2 separate regions of the Drosophila melanogaster genome follow, and region 2 is linked to region 1. The links are chromatin contacts, called in public Hi-C maps. All regions are on one chromosome and are shown on one strand. The core of a region is the stretch at or near the end of the contact, and the rest is flanking DNA. Distances in the headings are between cores, read along the strand shown. Region 1 holds the start of CG10654. Region 2 holds the start of CG32110.

Region 1 (4,383 bases), core at 1,643-4,142:
GGCGCCATCTGTTTGGACATACTGAAGGACAAATGGTCGGCCCTGTACGATGTGCGCACCATTCTGCTGTCCATACAATCCCTGCTGGGCGAACCGAACAACGAGAGTCCACTGAATGCGCAGGCCGCGATGATGTGGAATGACCAAAAGGAGTACAAAAAATATCTAGACGCCTTCTACGAGAAGCACAAGGACACCTAGAGTTTGGCAATTCGTTGTCATATATCCTATGCTCATATTGCGGCGTATTTATTTACATATAGTGCAAGCAACTCCACTCATCCGAAGACCTACTGCCAACCAACAAACCAATCATCAATCACCACCGTAACACAGTACCATCAGTTAAGTGGATCACCAGATCAATTTCAACAACGTTCAATGCTGATAGTTCATTTGGCAAAAGACCCCGTGCGTTTCTTATGTAATTGTCGATCGATTGACGGATAATCTGGTTTTTATTCTCATTTCTTTCCTCCTCCCTACAAATTAATGATAAATGAATGTATTGGTAATGTAATTTTAAAACTGTCATCCGTTCTTTAAGCTTAAGGATAAATTTTAGTTAATTGTTTTATATACGCATGATTACTTTTTTGAGAACTACTGCGAGTGCGCGCCATCGCCATCGCCATTTTTTTGTACTGATGATTTTTAAGCGACTATGCTGCTGCGCCGGCCATTATGTGAATGTTAGCTAATTTTAGGGCAGCCTCATCGATTCGTCAACCATTCGCGTCGTCTTAGTATCTCCAATTATGCGGCATTCTCCCACAATACTGGCATAACAAAATTCCAAGTAATTCGAATCATTGTAACAGTTGTGTTAGCTTGATGTTATTGAAACCACAAATAAAACGAATTATTGAACTACATCCATCGCTTTGTGTTTCCTCCCGTGAGCGTTGAGCTCCACGCTGTTCTGGAAAATGCGTCCGCATTTTCTGCATCTGAGCAGCAGATTCTTATTGCCGTGCTTGCGCAGCAGATGATCCACCATGTTCTCCTTGGTGTAGAATCTGCGATCGCAGCATTCGCAGCAGTATCTCCGACCCTCAACGCTACCATGGACCATCTTGTGGCGCGTTAGATGTGCCTTTCGCGCAAAGCACTTGCCACACTCCTCACAAATGTGCCGCGCATCCGGGGACTCTGACTCGTGATACCTTTCGTGCGTCCTTCTCATGTGATATTTGAGACTTCGGTTCGCTGTGTACACCTTGTTGCAGCTCGGACAGGCATAGATGATCCGCGCAGCGTCGGCATTGTTATGCATCTGCCGCAGGTGCGACTCCAGCAGATTGGCCCGGGCATAGCTCTTGGCACAATGGACGCAGGTATACGGTCTCAGACCCTCATGCTGCTGCATATGGGCCTCCAGCAGCGACGGTTTGTAGAAGCCACGGTGGCAAATTCGGCACTCGAGGGTGTGTCGCACTCCTCGTCGTTTTCTGGCACCCAGCAACTTGCTAGAAATGGATAGCTTCTCCTGGCCCAGATCCTGTTTGGCTGACTCGTCCTCTATTACGTAGACTTCCTCCTGGAAAATTTAGGGTATTATATATTTAATTACCATAGCAAACTGAATGGTGGTGGTTTTTTTTTTTTTTTGTGGGAATTCTGTACATATCTATTATGAAGGAATTTTTTATGTAAAAAGGGTCTAAGCATATAAAAACAAACTGCTTTTGGTTGAGTTAAGTAATTTGTAGTAAGGGTAGGAATTACATTATGTTTACTCATTACTTTAAAGTGGAAATTTTTCCTTAATTTGCTATTAAGATTATCTTATCGCTCGACTTAGAAGATGATAAAATGAAAGTAATATTTTGTGAACCGAACTTTTGGCGGTCACTTATCTGTTTAGTTTAGTTTTTTAATGCTAAAAATATTAAAGGCGCTATAAATAATATCTAAAATGAGTGAAAGTTAGGGAACACATTTATCTATTCTAGATAAAACTGGCCTTTAAAATCGACTTTCTTATTTGGAGGAGCCATAAATCGAGGCGTGTTGCCATCTTCCCAATTTTATTAGTGGAAAATTTAAAAATACCCAATAGATTGGGACGTGCCTCCTTTTCGAGTGCTATCACCCACCAAACAAAAATAGTACAACACAAACAAACGCTGTCGAAATGTTTTTGTTTATGGCGGGGAATGGGGAGCAGTATTGTCTTTGCTTGGCTGCTAGGCAACACACCTCGAGCGAAGCACCCAATGTGATTCTAGATAAGATTACGGCCAGAGGCAGGCACACTTGTGGCCAGATAAAACTCACAATCTCCTGCGTCGCTGCGATGCAGGGTGCGTGCGACTGGGCTTCCGGATTAGTGGACTCGTTGCTCTCCGAGGGGGTGTCCAAGTCGTGCCAAGTGTGGTCCTCCAGTTTGTGGCATCCGATGTCGATGTCCTGCAGCAGCTTCTCAAAATTGCGCAAGGACTCTGCGCACATGCGTTGAAAGTCGTGGAACTTTTGCACCAACTGATAGCAGCACTCGCAGATGCTTTTCAGCACCAACTGGGGTGGCAAATCCCTAACGGCATCCTCTCCAGTACAGCCGTAGTACTTGCTGGCCAGATCCTGTTCGCTGTCCAGATTGTGACACGCATCCTGCGGACCCAGTAGCACAAGACAAGCGCGGCATATCATCGTCTTGGCACCATCGCATCCATCCATGCCGGAGGTAGTGGTGGTGGTGGAATCGGCGACAATGCGACCCGCGCACAAACTCAGCTGGGAATCAAACATCGTTGCTGGCATCGTCGGGAGATTCAACGGGCCACTCAAATGGCGTGGAGCCAATTGAAATCAATTAACACAATCTGCGACGGCGGCAGTGCAGCAGTCCGGCGTCCAGCGGCCAAGCCAACGATGGCAGTAATGCCAGCGGAGAGCACGATTCCATTTCCGGGGCTTTCGAATTGCGGGACATTGAAAGCTGCTGCCGAAAAGCTGCGTGGGATCAGCCCCAAAAGCTTGGCGTCGACTCCATGCCCCCAACTATTCTATTCGAAAAGCTATCCTGCATAGTAAAATTGATTTAAAATATTATGCGACTTCTTTAATTAATTAAAAAATATTTCCTTTAATATGCTTCGATATTTTAGTGATCAAAATAAATATATTAATTTAATATGAATTACCTTTTTTATCAAAATCTCAAGTTTTATTTGTGTATACAGCACAAAGTATTTAAAGAGTAAATTAAGTAATTTTTAAAAGATTCTGCCATGTGATTTTAGGCAATCGTTACACATGAAAAAGATTGTGAAAAAACATATGTTCTGACAAGTTAAAATAATAATAATCCAAATGTATAGCATATCCTAACCCTAGATATAACTACAACTACTCAGTTTGTAGTATTTTGCTTTGTCCATTCGTTTAGTTAATATATATCCTTCATCTATATGCTATTTCCGGTGACAGTCGAGCCCAAAGTCACAGAAGTGGCCACTGAAGACAGCGTTTCCATGGAGATATTGAACTTCTGCTTGAATGCCTGCATCGTGTCCAGATGGTAGATCTTCTGTGTTCCATTGCAGGGCCTCTGATCGATGGCCACGGCATAGAGATTGACATCTCCGCTGTTGGCCAGCAGCGTGGACATGTAGTGGGGCAAGTAGACGCGCTGCAGTTCCGGGGATTCCGAATTCTCCGATGCGTTATCCCCGCTGGCCATTTCCTTGCTGAACGACCGATGCAAACGGACTATCTGCACGCTTTGATAGTGCGATATGAATAGGAATGGATCGCGGTAAACAAATCCAGTGGGTGCATAGACCCAGTTCAAATCGTACGGCCTGGATCTGCAGCCAAACTCGTCCACAAAGACGCCATATTCGGCAAAGCAGAGCAGATACTCTTGTCGTGAGATGCGCACCGCAGTTAGGGGCTGGCACTTGGCAGTGCTCTCCATTGACTTATCGGACAGATCCACAAACTCCTCAGCCGCATAGTTGTCCAAATCGATCTCGTAGAACTTATCCGAGCTAACAATGGCCGAGTGACGCGTAAAGAATATGGATGTGACCGGCGTGGCCGTGTCCAAGGCTCGAACTGGCTTAAACATGTGCAGCTTAAGGTCGTACTTCAAGATGACAATCCTAGTGGACGTGGCCGCAATAGCCACCGAATCCAATGCGTTCTCCGCCTCATCGGAGATCAGCACTAGTTTCCATTTCTCCGATGGCGTGCGATTGGCAAATGGCAGCTCAATGGCCGACGTTTCCAGCACAGGCTTGTGACACGAACTGGAGCTCTGACAGCGTGACTCCAGCTGGCGGTAGTCACATTGATATAGCTTCTCGCCAACTGTGCCCACCATTATAGCCTTAGCCAGGCGCTTGCAAATGGACATGCAGCTCACCGATTCGAGAC
Region 2 (3,968 bases), core at 553-3,052, 300 kb after region 1:
TGCCATCGTTGTCATTGCTGCCATCTATATATCCATCATCATCATCATCATCTCTGGCAGCCACTGGATCTTTATCCGCATCCGCATCCTTGGTATCGCACTCACATCCGCCCCTGCAGCTGCGCGGCGTCATAAACAAATACTCATTGCCATCCCATTTGCCATCCTCTGCAGCGCACCCGGCGGTGGCCGCCAAGATCACCCACGTGAAATCCGACGGCGGCGGTGGGATATCCATTGCGGGCACACCGATCCTCAGCGGAGGCACAATTAAGGTGGCGTCAGCCAATCAAGTTCAACAAACTTCCCTAGGTGGCACTCCAATTGCTCTGAATGCAGGACAAGCGACTACGGCAGCTTCGATCCGTGCTATTGGCGCTGGTGGTCAGTCCACACAGGTGCGGGTGGTGATGCCAATGATCAAGCAGCTAGAGAATGTTACGGCCACCGGAAGGACTCAGATAACAGCCATACCAGCTGCACCGGCGAGGAGTGGGGCGAATGCATCGATCACGGTTACCAGGCCCGTAACCCAGGCCACATACTTGCCGCGAGCCAGTGTGACGGCCACCCAAATGGGAGGCGTTGGCGTTGGAGTTGGCCAGCGGCTCGTCACGCCATTGAGAGCCACATCATCGGCCACGGTTACGCCCACAGCGCCAACAGTGCTGAGCTCAACCGGAGGATTCGTACGCGGAGCAACAGCATCGGTGAGCAGAAGTGGAGTGGCGCTCACATCGCAACCATCGTCGGCTGTCATCTCGTCCAGCAACAGTGGTGCTTGGATGCAGAGTCAGGGACAGGTGCAACTGATCCGAACCATTCATCAGCCGCGCCAGCGAATTATAACGACATCCGCGGGGGTTTCGAATGCCAGTGTAGTGACCACTACTCCAGTGCAGGCGCCAACAGGTATGTTGTATCTTTTCTTACTCTGCAACATCATCCTAATTGTGTTTCCACATAGCTCTTTCCGTTTCCGCTGGCCAGCCCTTGGCGACACAACAGGCGACGGGACCGGGAGGAGGTCCTCAGGCCTATGTGGCTACTGTATTGCCACAGAGGCAGCATCAGGCTACACTAGTTTACTCCTCCAATGTGTCTGCACCGAATGCAAGTCAGAATCCGGGTCAGCAATTTAATCCACGCTTTGCTGTGGCCACGCCCACAGGCGGAGTAACAACAACGACGCCCGGTGGAACGACAGTAACACCTCGACAGGTGCGACCAATTCCGCTGGGCAAGAGTTTTCCAACCGCTAAGCTGAACACAACCAGCATAAGTATCAGGGCACCAAGCATACCGCAGCTGAATACCAGCGTTACGGCATCTCCAACGGCCGTTAGTGTTTCCGGTGGAGCAACAGTGGCACCCGGGCGGGGTCCCGGAGCCGGAGGAACTGCTCTGACGGCCACTAATTTGCCCACCACACGGATCATTCAGCTGCAGCAGCCAGCGACGGGAACCACTCAACAGATCATCGGATCCGGAGCTCGTCTGGCCGGGAACGTGATGCTGCAGCCATTCTTGATGAGCACTACCGCGGCGGCTAAGATGGGTAAGTTAGTACTTATAACTGGAATACTCTAAAATGCTTACTAAAGAGCAAGTCATCTAGTTTAGCAATCTGTTAAGCAATAGTCAATTCAGTATTTAATTTTTATAAAACTGAAACTTCTGCTGTTAAGTATGAAACTATCGATAAACCACGTTAACTGTCATCTAGGAAGCAGAGAATCTACTATCAATTCGTGTTGAAATAGGGGGACCCAATTTTTATTTCAATTGTTATCAACAGCTTACGAACTAATATCATTCAGTTTAGTCAACATCCAACAATCATCAGCAGCATGCTGGCTTTCGAGAAGGAGATCGTGGAGAAATCTAGATATTTTGATCTAATCACAAAAGAGTGTCAGGATTACCCTATGGCCAAGACAATGCCAGTTCTAAAGCAGCCCGAGAATTTCCAGGAACAAGAGGAGGACGTTGTAATGGCCGTGCAAGAAAAACTCAAATTTTTCCGCAAACTAACCAGCAATGGTCCCGCAGTCCCGACACCGCTTAAAGTCGTTGAAAAGGAGGACATAGGACATAAGGAGATACCAAAGGTGGTCAAGAAAGTTGACCGTAAAACGAAACTGCTGCAAGCCATACCAGCGGTCTTCAAACATAGCCACAATCGACGCTTTCGAAGATCCTTATTTTTAAGGTCCAACTATATCGAGCAATTTCGGCGTTGGACGGATCAAAAAAACAAGTTAAATAGAAAGCGCTTGAATGAAGCACATCAGTTGTGTTTAAAAGCCAAACACGAGCGAATTGCCTGCGAAATCGATAGATACAAGAAGCTGATCCTTAAGCAGTCCGTCCATGTGATCGAGGACATAAGAATCAGCAGCGAATTGATTCCGCTGACCAAAGAACACCATGATCGGCTGATGGAACTATCTAAGTATCCACTGCAGCAGGTAATTGTGGCCAAGTTCAATTTGGACATCTGCGGCAGTGATATCAAAATCCTGACCAGTGGCGGCTGGCTCAACGACAAAATAATCAACTTTTACATGAACCTACTGGTCGAGCGATCGGAGAAGCGTCCTGGTACAGTGCCCAGCGTGTATGCCATGAGCACTTTCTTTGTGCCCCGCCTGCTGCAAAGTGGCTTCGATGGCGTAAAACGCTGGACTAGAAAGGTGGATCTGTTTAGCATGGACCTCATACTTGTGCCTGTTCACCAAATGCTCGTTCACTGGTGCCTGGTCATAATCGATTTGCCTGCGAAAACAATGCTCTACTACAATTCAAGAGGCCGCGGTGACCCGAATCTGATGCGAGCACTAGTGAAGTACCTTCAAATGGAGTCGGAGGACAAGCTCGGGCTGTGTTTGGACACCAGTGAATTTCGCATCGAGGATGCCCAAAATGTGCCGCAACAAGACAACATGAACGATTGCGGCGTGTTCGTCTGCATGTTTGCAGAATACCTAACCCGGGATGCTCCAATAACGTTTTCCAAGAAAGACATGAAATATTTTCGCACTAAGATGGTTCTGGAGTTGACCGGCGACCAGCTGTGGAAGTAGGTGTTCTCCTATATAGAGTTTACTTTTTTATGGATTGAACTGAGCTGAGAACTATACAATAAGAACAAAAATAAAATAGTGTTTGAAAATTTAAGAATTATTTCGTGACTTGTTCTTTTGTAAGTGGAATATGATAGGAATAAACCCTACCACAATTAAATGAAATAATAATAATATATCTTTGAAACCATCAATCGACAGGCATTCGTCCACCTGTCACCATGACCGCTAAGGTTCAGCCATCGCTAACTATTACACAGCTTAATCCCATCGGAAAACTGTCAGCTGGCGGAGGAAGTGGAGGACAAACAATGGGGCCGCAGGGCGTGGCCAGCATCCAGGCGGTGCCAGTGCCGAATGTCTCTGCCAGTGTGGTCAATTCAAGCTCGGTGACGGGTGCCACATCGGCGGCCGGTGGAGCCACTGTCCTGCCACTTACCATCAGTGGCAGGGGAGCGGGAGTGGGACCAGGCGGTAATATCCTCACGGGAACTCTGACGCCCATCAAGAACGCAAGCGGCATCACTTTGGGCAAGATGATGATGGCACCAGCTTCTTCTGCCCCTGGAGCAGATGGTTCCAGCACAAGCGGGGCAACAGTGACGGGCTTTCAACGCACCTGGAATCCTGTAGTTGCTTCACAGAGCCAGTTGATGAAGGTAGGTTTCAACTATCTACATATATGATGCTTCAATTAACTATTAAAACTAAATCGTTATACAGATCGATGAGAAGGGAAGTGCTGCCACAATCTACTACGAATCTATGCCAGCCTCCGCCTCCACAGGCGTTCTATCATTGACTACGACAACAGTGACGCAGAGCACCCAGGCGCAGGCACAATTGGTTAGCAGCGCCGGTGGCAGCTTGTCGGTATCTTCG

Evidence for each region. A called contact is a pair of places that touch in the nucleus more often than the background predicts.
Region 2: a contact with region 1 is called in a Hi-C map of the OSC cell line, with 2.1 times the contacts expected there. A contact is called at or near these places in 17 of 107 Hi-C or Micro-C datasets (the D17-c3 cell line, the Kc167 cell line, the ML-DmBG3-c2 cell line and 8 more) and 1 of 7 datasets of targeted methods (the Kc167 cell line).

Annotation. Positions count from the first base shown.
Region 1 is chr3L:12,504,948-12,509,330 of dm6, forward strand. CG10654 reads right to left here and starts at 2,893. Exons shown (of 2, transcript NM_001274838.1): 1 at 2,203-2,893; 2 at 427-1,540. The coding sequence starts at 2,763. The coding sequence ends at 863. sti (sticky) reads right to left here. Exons shown (of 7, transcript NM_140327.2): 7 at 3,051-4,383. The coding sequence ends at 3,410. It overlaps vih (vihar), which reads left to right. Exons shown (of 2, transcript NM_140325.3): 2 at 1-874. The coding sequence ends at 201.
Region 2 is chr3L:12,806,919-12,810,886 of dm6, forward strand. It overlaps CG32110, which reads left to right and starts at 1,803. Exons shown (of 1, transcript NM_168520.2): 1 at 1,803-3,178. The coding sequence starts at 1,851. The coding sequence ends at 3,086. It overlaps Sap130 (Sin3A-associated protein 130), which reads left to right. Exons shown (of 11, transcript NM_168518.3): 3 at 61-912; 4 at 968-1,558; 5 at 3,288-3,745; 6 at 3,810-3,968. It also overlaps asRNA:CR46251.